Regions from separate parts of the Sus scrofa genome. Here region 1 is linked to region 2. A link is a contact called in public HiChIP or PLAC-seq data. All regions are on one chromosome and are shown on one strand. Each heading gives the region's core, a stretch centred on a gene start, on an enhancer-like site or on the middle of the called end of the contact. The rest is flanking DNA. Distances are from core to core; before and after follow the strand shown.

The links. HiChIP or PLAC-seq counts read pairs in DNA pulled down with a chosen protein or histone mark.
Region 1: an H3K27ac HiChIP or PLAC-seq map of alveolar macrophages shows a contact between it and region 2. The contact joins two enhancer-like sites. A contact is called at or near these places in 2 of 47 Hi-C or Micro-C datasets (embryonic fibroblasts and subcutaneous adipose tissue) and 1 of 2 datasets of contacts at active chromatin or transcription factors (alveolar macrophages).

Annotation. Positions count from the first base shown.
Region 1 is chr13:67,795,896-67,800,651 of Sscrofa11.1, forward strand. All of the region lies in intron 2 of VGLL4 (transcription cofactor vestigial-like protein 4), which reads right to left. Among named protein-coding and RNA genes, the nearest start is that of VGLL4, 75 kb to the right of the region's middle. Within about 2 kb of position 2,131, at least 3 of the 83 cell types and tissues checked have an H3K27ac peak or open chromatin away from gene starts, as enhancers often do. A contact at or near this core is called in alveolar macrophages, where this site is marked.
Region 2 is chr13:67,318,333-67,322,970 of Sscrofa11.1, forward strand. The region is part of intron 1 of HRH1 (histamine H1 receptor); the gene reads left to right. It also overlaps a transcript of ATG7 not described here. Among named protein-coding and RNA genes, the nearest start is that of ATG7, 97 kb to the right of the region's middle. Within about 2 kb of position 2,564, at least 17 of the 83 cell types and tissues checked have an H3K27ac peak or open chromatin away from gene starts, as enhancers often do. A contact at or near this core is called in alveolar macrophages, where this site is marked.

The DNA of each region.
Region 1 (4,756 bases), core at 881-3,380, 480 kb after region 2:
TTACCTCCACTGGAGGGACTGAAAAAACTAAATATCTACTCTGTATTCCAGAGTTTCTTATAATTAAGAGTAGCCATGTAACACAGACCTGGCCAATGAAACATAAACAAAAGTTTGCTCTGGGCTTTTGGGAAAGCTTTTGCTTTAAAAAAAAAAAAAAAAGTTAGATACGGCTCATGATACCCTTTTTTCTCCTCCTCCCTTCCCTGACTTACTGTCTTAAATGCAAATGCAATGCCTGGAGATAAGGCAGCCATTTTGTGACCGTGAGTGAAAAGCATCAGAAGGCTGCAAAAGAAATTTAACAGTAGTTACTTCAGAAAAACTAGGAACTTGAGATGGGAGAGGATTTTCTTCACTGACTGAATCTTTTTTAAAAACATTTTATAATAAAGACTGGTAAATAAAGGTGGAGTTTTTTTATATAATGATTTTTTTTTTCATTATAGCTGGCTTACAGTGTTCTGTCAATTTTCTACTGCACAGCATGGTGACCCAGTTACACATACATGTGTAGATTCTTTTTTCTCACATTATTCACGCTCCATCATAAGTGACTAGACATAGTTCCCAGTGCTACACAGCAGCATCTCATTGCTTATCCATTTTAAAGGCAAGAGTTTGCATCTATTAACTCCAAGTTCCCAACCCATGTTTTTTTGCTTTTTTTAGAAATACAGAAGGAAGCGTTATCGGGGTCACTGAGCGTAGTTAGGAGATTTTAAAGAGAGAACAACTAAAGGCTGAGCAGGCAAAATAGCAGAGGAAAAGGTATTCAGGATCAAAATGATATGAAGCATGACTTTACTGAAGCAAAAGATTTCAGGGAGAGAAAGTAATAGAAAACATAACTGAAAAGACAGTTAAATATTAAATAAAGGTTGAGGACCAGGAATAAATCAGACAGAAATCAAACTTGACTCTATAGTAACACACTGTAGTAAAGAGTCCCATAGGTTCACTTTGGGGAAAGAGAGGGAGTAATATGATAAAAACAATGTTTGAAGATCAGTCCAAGATGCAAAATAAGTTGTGAGAGAAAGAAGCAAAAGAAAAAGGAAGCGAAAGTCACAACCAATTCATCCAACTCCACTTTCAGTTTTCAAAATTAAATTAGCAGTACCTGATAAAAGGAATTGTGTTGTTGCACATGATAAAGAACTTGGACAGCTCGATTACTACACATTATTTCTTTACATACTATTTCTGAGAGCAGCAATATGATGTATTTAACTTCTCAATGCTGAACCCAATGTAGAATACATTTGCCATTTCTTCTTCCACTTCAAGTATAAATTCCAACCAGTTTCAAAAAGCATTACCTCTTCTTTCCAAAGATCAGCATTCTCATCTATTAAATAAAGGAGATGGACCAAAAGTGCCCTTTTCAAGTCTAAGACTCTGTGTCTAGTTTAACCTCAGAACTGGTGGGAATGGTAGCTGAGAGTATCTGGGAACAGAGAGAGCTGGGGACCTGGGATTGAGTAACTGAGGCTGTGTTTAACGGGTTACTAATGACACCTGAGCACAAAGCAACTGAATCACACTGGATAAAACTTCCTGAACATTATTTCAGAGGTCCTCCACTTAGGAACCTGTACTCCCCAGTTATTTATCTTGAATGGGGGATCCCTAACAGCTACAGTAACTATAAGATACATAGATACATGAGTAACTTGCTATATAAAAAGTAAAAACTCACCCAGAATACCATCATTTTTTTCCCCTTCTTTTCTTTTTCTTTTCTTTTCTTTTTTTTTTTTTTTTCTTCTTCTTTTTTAACAGCTGTACCTGCAGCATATGGAAGTTTCCAGGCTAGGGGTCGAACTGGAACTGTAGCTGTGACCTGTGCCACAGTCTTGGCAACGCTGGATCCAAGTTGCATCTGTGACCTTCACCACTGCTTACAGCAACACTGGATCTTTTACCCACTGGGTGAGGCCAGAAATCGAACCTGCATCCTCACAGAGACAACATCAGGTCCTTAAAACCTGCTGAGCCACAACAGGGAACTCCACTATCATCTTAATGCATAAATGGTTTCTGTTTTTTATTGAGTTAGTTCCCCTCTATTTCTTTACAATAAGAAAATGTGACTCATACATGCAAATGGTGTATTACTCAGCCTTTAAAAAGAAAGAAATCCTCCCATATGCAACGGCATGGGTGAGCCTGGAGGACATTACGATAAATGAAGTAAGCCAGTCACAGGATAAATACTGCATGATTATCTTAGATAGGAATCTAAACAGTCAGATTCATGGAAACAGCAGGATGATGGTCATGAGGGGCTGGGTGCAACGGGAGTTGCTGTTCAACAGGATGAAGTTTGAGCTAGCAAGATAAATATGTTCTAGAGCTCTGCTGTATAGTACTGTACCTACATTTAATAATACTGTAGTGTGCACTTAAAATCTGTTAAGAGGGTAGATGATTTCACATTAATTGTTCTCACCAAAATTTTTAAAACACCAATAACATATATTGAAGAACATCATTCACTATCATATGTTTTGTTTCTATACACATTGCTGTGATAAAATCATCTAATCAATACAGCATTTGGATCAATTACAGAAATCATCTTTAATATTCAGCTTCTCAGTATTTTTTACCATCAACTTTTTAGACATTGTGAACTTTCATTGTTACCTAATTAATGCAATGATAGATTTCTGACACTGAGATATTCTCTTCTGTAAATCTTTATCTGCACATAAAGATATGTATTTTTCAAATTTTTTTAGGCGTTCCCATCATGGCGCAGCAGAAACGAATCTGACTAGGAACCATGAGGTTTCAGGTTCCATCCCTGGCCTTGCTCAGTGGGTTAAGGATCCAGCATTGCCTTGAGTTATGGTGTAGGTCGCAGACACGGCTTGGATCTGGCGTTGCTGTGGCTCTGGCGTAGGCTGGCAGCAACAGCTCCAATTAGACCCCTAGCCTGGGAACCTCCATATGCCACGGGAGTGGCCCTAAAAAGGACAAAAGACAAAAAAAAAAAAATTTAAAAGACGTTTTTGGAGGAGTTCCCATCAATGGCGCAGCAGAAACGAATCTGACTAGAAACTATGAAGTGGCAGGTTTGATCCCTGGCCTCGCTCAGGAGGTTAAGGATCCAGCGCTGCCATAAGCTGTGGTGTATGTCGCAGACACAGCTCGGATCTGGTGCTGCTGTGGCCAGCAGCTGTAGCTCCAATTAGACCCCTAGCCTGGGAATCTCCATATGCCTTGGGTGTGGCCCTAAAAAGGCAACAACAACAAAAAAAAAAAAAAAAAAAAAAAGAGAGAGAGAGAGAGAGAGAGAAGAATGTTTACAGCCCTGGGATGCAACCCAGGCTCAGTAAGTAACTGTGTCATCGCAGAATGCAGCGGCAGAGCCAACAGAAGTTTCAATAGAAAAGCATTTAAATTTTTTAAACTAAATAACAGGGAGTTCCCATCATGACTCAGTGGTCACAAACCCAACTAGTATTCATGAAGACACAGGTTTGATCCCTGGCCCTGCTCTGTGGGTTAAGGATCTGTCACTGCTGTGAACTGTGGCGTAGGTCACAAATGCAGCTCACATCCCATGTTGCTATGGCCGTGGCATAGGCGGGCAGCTACAGCTCTGATTCCACCCCTAGCCTGGAAACGTCCATATGCCCTGGGTGTGGCTCCAAAAAGACAAAAATTAAATTAATTAATTAATTAAATGACAGGAAATAGACTTTTGTGGCGAAGCATTTGATTTGAGCACTTCACTAGGCAATGTATAAAATTCTAACATTTCAGAACTTAAAGGGATCTAGGGCTTGTCTCACCCTCCTACACTGCTGGCAGGAATATAAATTGGTACAACCACTATGGAAAACAGTATGGCAGCTCCTCAGAAAACTAAAAACTGAACTAGAGTAGAATCCAGCAATCCCACTTCTGGGCATATATCCTGAGAAAACCATAATTCGAAAAGATAACATGAACCCAAAGGTTCACTGCAACACTATTTACAATAGCCAGGACATCAAAGCAATCTAAATGTCTGTCGACAGAAGAATGGATCGAAATGATGTGGTACATCTATACAATGGAATATTACTCAGCCATAAAACAGAAAGAAATAATGCCATTTGCAGCAACATGGATAGACCTGGATATTATCATACTAAGTGAAATTAGATAGTGAAAAACAAATATCATGTGATACCACTTACATGTGGTATCTTCAAAAAAAAAAGAAAAGGATACAAATGAACTTATTTGTACAAGAGAAATAGATTTACAAACTTTGAAAATTTGTGGTTATCAAAGGGAAGGAGGGAGGAGCAGGGATGGACTGGGGGTTTGGGACTGGCACCTGTGCACTGAGATACATGGAATGACTGGCCAACGGGGACCTGCTATATAGCACAGAGAACTCTACCCACTATTCTGTGATAACCTGTATGTGAAAAGAATCTGAAAAAAGAATGGATGTGTGTATATGTATAACTGAATCACTCTGCTGTACAGTGGAAAGATCACAACATTGCAAATCAATTAAACATCAATAAAATTTTTTAAAATGAAAAAAAAAAAAAAAAAAAACTCACCTCCTCACCAGAGTTCAAGAAACCACTGTACAGGGAGTTCCCGTCGTGGCGCAGTGGTTAATGAATCCGACTAGGAACCATGAGGTTGCAGGTTCGATCCCTGCCCTTGCTCAGTGGGTTAACAATCCGGCATTGCCGTGAGCTGTGGTGTAGGTTGCAGACTCGGCTCGGATCCTGAGTTG
Region 2 (4,638 bases), core at 1,314-3,813:
CTGTTTTACAGGTGAGGAAACCTGAGGCTCAGAGGGCTTCTGATAAAGATTATCTCCCAAAACGCTAGCGTAAACATTATACCTAATTGTCACATGTGGACAGATCCTCCACGAGGGGCAGTGGGTGGGAACACCCATAGTTGCACATTTTAGAAGCACCAGGGGCTAGAAAACAAGTCCAAGTTACTCTGATCTGCCAAATGGTGTTCCTGCTGAGCTCTCTCTTGTGCATCAGGGTTGGAGGGTGCAGGTTTACATTTTGGTGAATATGGTGTCTCTCTCCATTGTTTAGGATACAGCTTAGTTTCCTCATTTTCCCTTGGTGGTCTTGCACAAATTTGTTAGATGTATTCCTAGTTATTTTGATATTTTGTCTGCTATTGTATATCTATCTATATCTATCCACACATACATATTTTTTAAATTAACGCTATTGTTGGTTGCTTTGGAGAGAAATATTTTTGCATTTTGCATATTGATTTTGTTTCAGAAATCTTGCTAAATTCTCTAATTCAAGAAAGTGTTTTTGTGGATTGTTGTGGAAATGATGTTTATGCAATTGCAGGAGTGCAAATAACTATTTTGTTTCTTCCTTTCCAATCCTTTTTTTCCTTTATTCCCACCCACTGCCCCTCGTGGAGGATCTGTCCACATGTGACAATTAGGTATAATGTTTACGCTAGCGTTTTGGGAGATAATCTTTATCAGATTAAAGAAGCTCCATTCTTTTTTTTTTTTTTTTTTCTTGTTTTTTTAGGGCCGCACTCGCCGCATATGGAGGTTCCCGGGCTAAAGGTTGCATCAGAGCTGTAGCCGCCGGCCTATGCCACAACCACAGCAACACCAGATGTGAGCCGTGTCTACAACCTACACCACAGCTCACGGCAATGCCAGATCCTTAACCCACTGAGCAAGACCATGAATCGAACCAGCATCCTCATGGATACTAGTCAGATTCGTTTCCACTGAGCCACGACAGGAACTCCAAGAAGTTCCGTTCTATTCCCAGTTTGCTGACTATTTCTTTATAGTCATAAATGAAAGTAGGTGTTTTTCTGCATCTGCTCAGGTGATTACGTGATTTTTATTTTTCAATTTGTCAATATGGTGAATCACACTGATTTTTTTTTTTGAAATCTTTTTTTTTTTTTGATTTTCCCACTGTACAGCAAGGGGGTCAGGTTATCCTTACATGTATACATTACAATTACATTTTTTCCCCCACCCTTTGTTCTGTTGCAACATGAGTATCTAGACATAGTTCTCAATGCTATTCAGCAGGATCTCCTTGTAAATCTATTCTAAGTTGTGTCTGATAAGCCCAAGCTCCCGATCCCTCCCACTCCCTCCCCCTAAAATCAGTGTGGGCTGTCCTGTCGCATCTTCATTGCTGGATTCTGTCTCCCGATGTTTTTGTTGCGGGCTTTAGGATCATGAGTTCATGAGTGAGATGCACTGGTGATTTTTCCATTCTGGTGTTTACTTATCAGACTTTGGTGTCAAGGTTACGCTGGCCTCACAAAACAAGGTGGACCTTGTTCCCACTTGTTCAGTTCTCTAGAAGAGATTGTGTAAGCTGGGTGTTGTTTTGGTCAAGTGTTTGAGAACTCATGAGTGGGCCCCCAGTGGGTGGGAGCCCAGCGCAGGGTGGGGAGGATAGCTGGTTTCAGCTCACTCCAAGGAGGAACTTTCCAACAAAAAGCAGCTCAGGCGGCCTTGGGAGGAAGTTGGCAGAAGCTGTGCACCCAGCTGTCCTGACCATGGCGGAAGAACCAGCCTTGGTCTCCAAGGAGGGTTCTCCAAACCTGTGATCCTAGATGAAGGGAGTTCCATGCAGGGGGAAAGTCTGGTGTCCATCTCCTCCTGCTTCTAAAATTGCTTCGTCTGCAGACAGTGTCCTGGCAGTGAATTTCTGTTCCCCAGTGCCTGCAGTGGAGGGACCTGACTCCATGCATGCCTCCCCTTTCCATCTCTGTGACAGCAGTTTGCCTGGAATCTTTAGGACCTGGGGCCACACCCTCCAGCCAGTTCCCTGTGACCCCAGGGTAGCTAGATTTTGACAAGCTTCTTAGCCGAATAGTCCCTCAGTCCTCTTTTCTAAGGTGCCAGGCCCTGGGCTAACTTGGATCATCTCTCTTAACCCCATAACAAAGCCACAAAGTAGCTGCTGTTACCCCCATTACTCAGACTAGGAAAACAAGGTTTCTGGCTGTGAATGGTTGTAATGGTTTCACAGTAAATTATCACCCTCTAACCTCTGTGGGCTTAGGTGTACAATGAAGGTCTCACTCAGTTTTCTTCTCACATATTTCCCTCAATGTCCCTGACCTGTTTCTTTCCCTCATCTCTGTCCCCTGCATCATCAGATCCACAATTGCTCTACGTCTTCAGAGGCAGAGCTCACAACTCCAGGGGGCACCATTCAGGTGGTTTTCTACTGCAGGCCTCAGGCTTTGCAACCTGGACACCCCATCCTCGGCAGCGGGTCTCCTTCCAGCTGTCTGTTGGGGTGTTGAACTTTCTGCCTATTCCAGTGGCTGAGCATCAGAGTCACAGCAGGTCACATGGCAGAGCATGAGGGGAGGAGAGCAATGGGCGTCTGTATGGCGAGGCTCAGTGATTCTCAGAGCATAAATCATAATAGTTCGTAAACTGCTTCCCCCTTCTTTTTCTCGCTTTTTTTTTTTTTCTTTCTTTCAAAGTTTCTAGGCAGTTTTCGCTGGGTTTATTCTTTCAGGAGAACTTGATTTATTTACTAGCTGGCTTTTTTTTTTTTTTTCTGTCCCTGGAGAGAATCATCACTCCATAAATCCATCCTCCCGGCCCTCTCCCCCAGCTCCCTTGCCAGCCTGCCATTCCAGCCAGAGGTTCTGCGCACATGAGTGTTGATGCTGGGCTTTAATGGAAGCCTGTTTTCTTTCCTTTTTCCTTGACATTTAACTGCTTGCATGGTGGGTGCACCCTGATGGGCCTAACATGAACCCCTGAGTGAGCTCAGAGTCAGCCTCCCTGGAGCATGATGGGCTAACTGCGAAGCATCTCCCAAGGTCTCCCCAAAGTAGATTTAGGGGAAACCCTGAATTCTGCATTTAAATCAGACCATCTCCTGAAGACAAGTTCATGTGAGGTAAAAAGAGACATAGACAAAATGGACTTATATTTATAAACTCCATTGTATAAAGAATGCATGTAATTCAGTTTCTGGTTAAAAGCAAAGGTTCCAGCCATGTCGACTCAGATCCTGGCTCCACAGCTTTCCAAAATATGTCCCAGGCAGGCCGTCCAATCTGTCTTTGCCTTGATTCCCTCAGTGAGAAGGCAGGGTGAGTGAGTGTGTTAACTTACAGGATTGTTATGAGAATAAAATGAGTCGTGAGGTTGGAAAGAATTAATATTTGAAAAGCATTTATAGGAGAACCTGGCACCTTAGGAGTGTTCATTAAAGAAACCAATGAATAAATAACTCTTTTATATGGATTTCTTCCCCCCCAAGAAATTGGGAGTTATTTTTGTCATGTTTCAAAATAAATCCCCCTGGATTTTAAAAATTGGAAGCTATATTAACCCTGCACATTAATTTCTGACTCACCCCATGTGATGAGTGCTTTTTGTGAGATGATATTTTCTTGAATTAGTGTGGAGGCTCCTTGAGGGCGTGCTGCATGCTACTTTGTGGAAGATCTCCAAAGTGAAGATAATTTTTAAAAGTGCAAGACCCTAGAGGCAGGTGGGTTTGGTGGCAATAGTTGGGGTTTCAGAGTTTTGACCTGGATGCACATCCTAATGCCCTAAATAGTTATCTCTTTGGCTTGGGAGGAAGCATGTTAACCTCCCTGGCCTCAGTTTCCACCTCTGTAAAAAGGGAATCGTAATTTTTTTTTGTCTTTTTAGGGCTGCTCCCATGGCATATGGAGGTTCCCAGGCTAGGGATCTAATCGGAGCTGCAATTGCCAGGATCTGAGCCATGTCTGTGACCTACACCACAGCTCACGGCAATGCCGGATCCTTAACCCACTGAGCAAGGCCAGGGGTCAAACCCACTTCCTCCTGGATCCTAGTCCATTTCGCTAACTACTTAGGCACGATGGCAACTCTGGGAAAAGTAATGCTAATTATATTAGCACCACCTCTCACAGCATTATTGAGAGCCTCTTCCCCCAGATCTTGCAATGGCTTGTACCTTCCCATCACTGAGGACTCAAAGATGTGTCCTCCTCGGAGAGCCCTTCCCTGACTACCCCGTTTTGACCCCAGTCCAGTCCCTGTCTGTGATTTTCTTTATCACCGCCACCAGGTTGCCAGCTCCAGAGGTATAGGGATGTCATCTGCTCAGTTGATAGCTGTACCCGCGTGTCTCTTTAATGGCCCCTGGCACCTATTATGTATGCAATAAAAAGCTTACTGGATGGAGAAGGTGACTTCACAGCTAGATCCTTAAAGACAAGGGCCTGCCCTGATCATGCAAATGCCAGTAAAGACCCCCTGGTTGGTGAGGGTACCGGCACTTCATGGCACTCATGTGCCTAAAAATGCTTTTTAGGCGTTTCTGAAGTAGTAAGAAACACTGAGCATAGATGAGCTCTTTTCACATTGTAGCAGGAGCTCAGTGAATAGTTGTCAGTCTCTGACGGACTCATG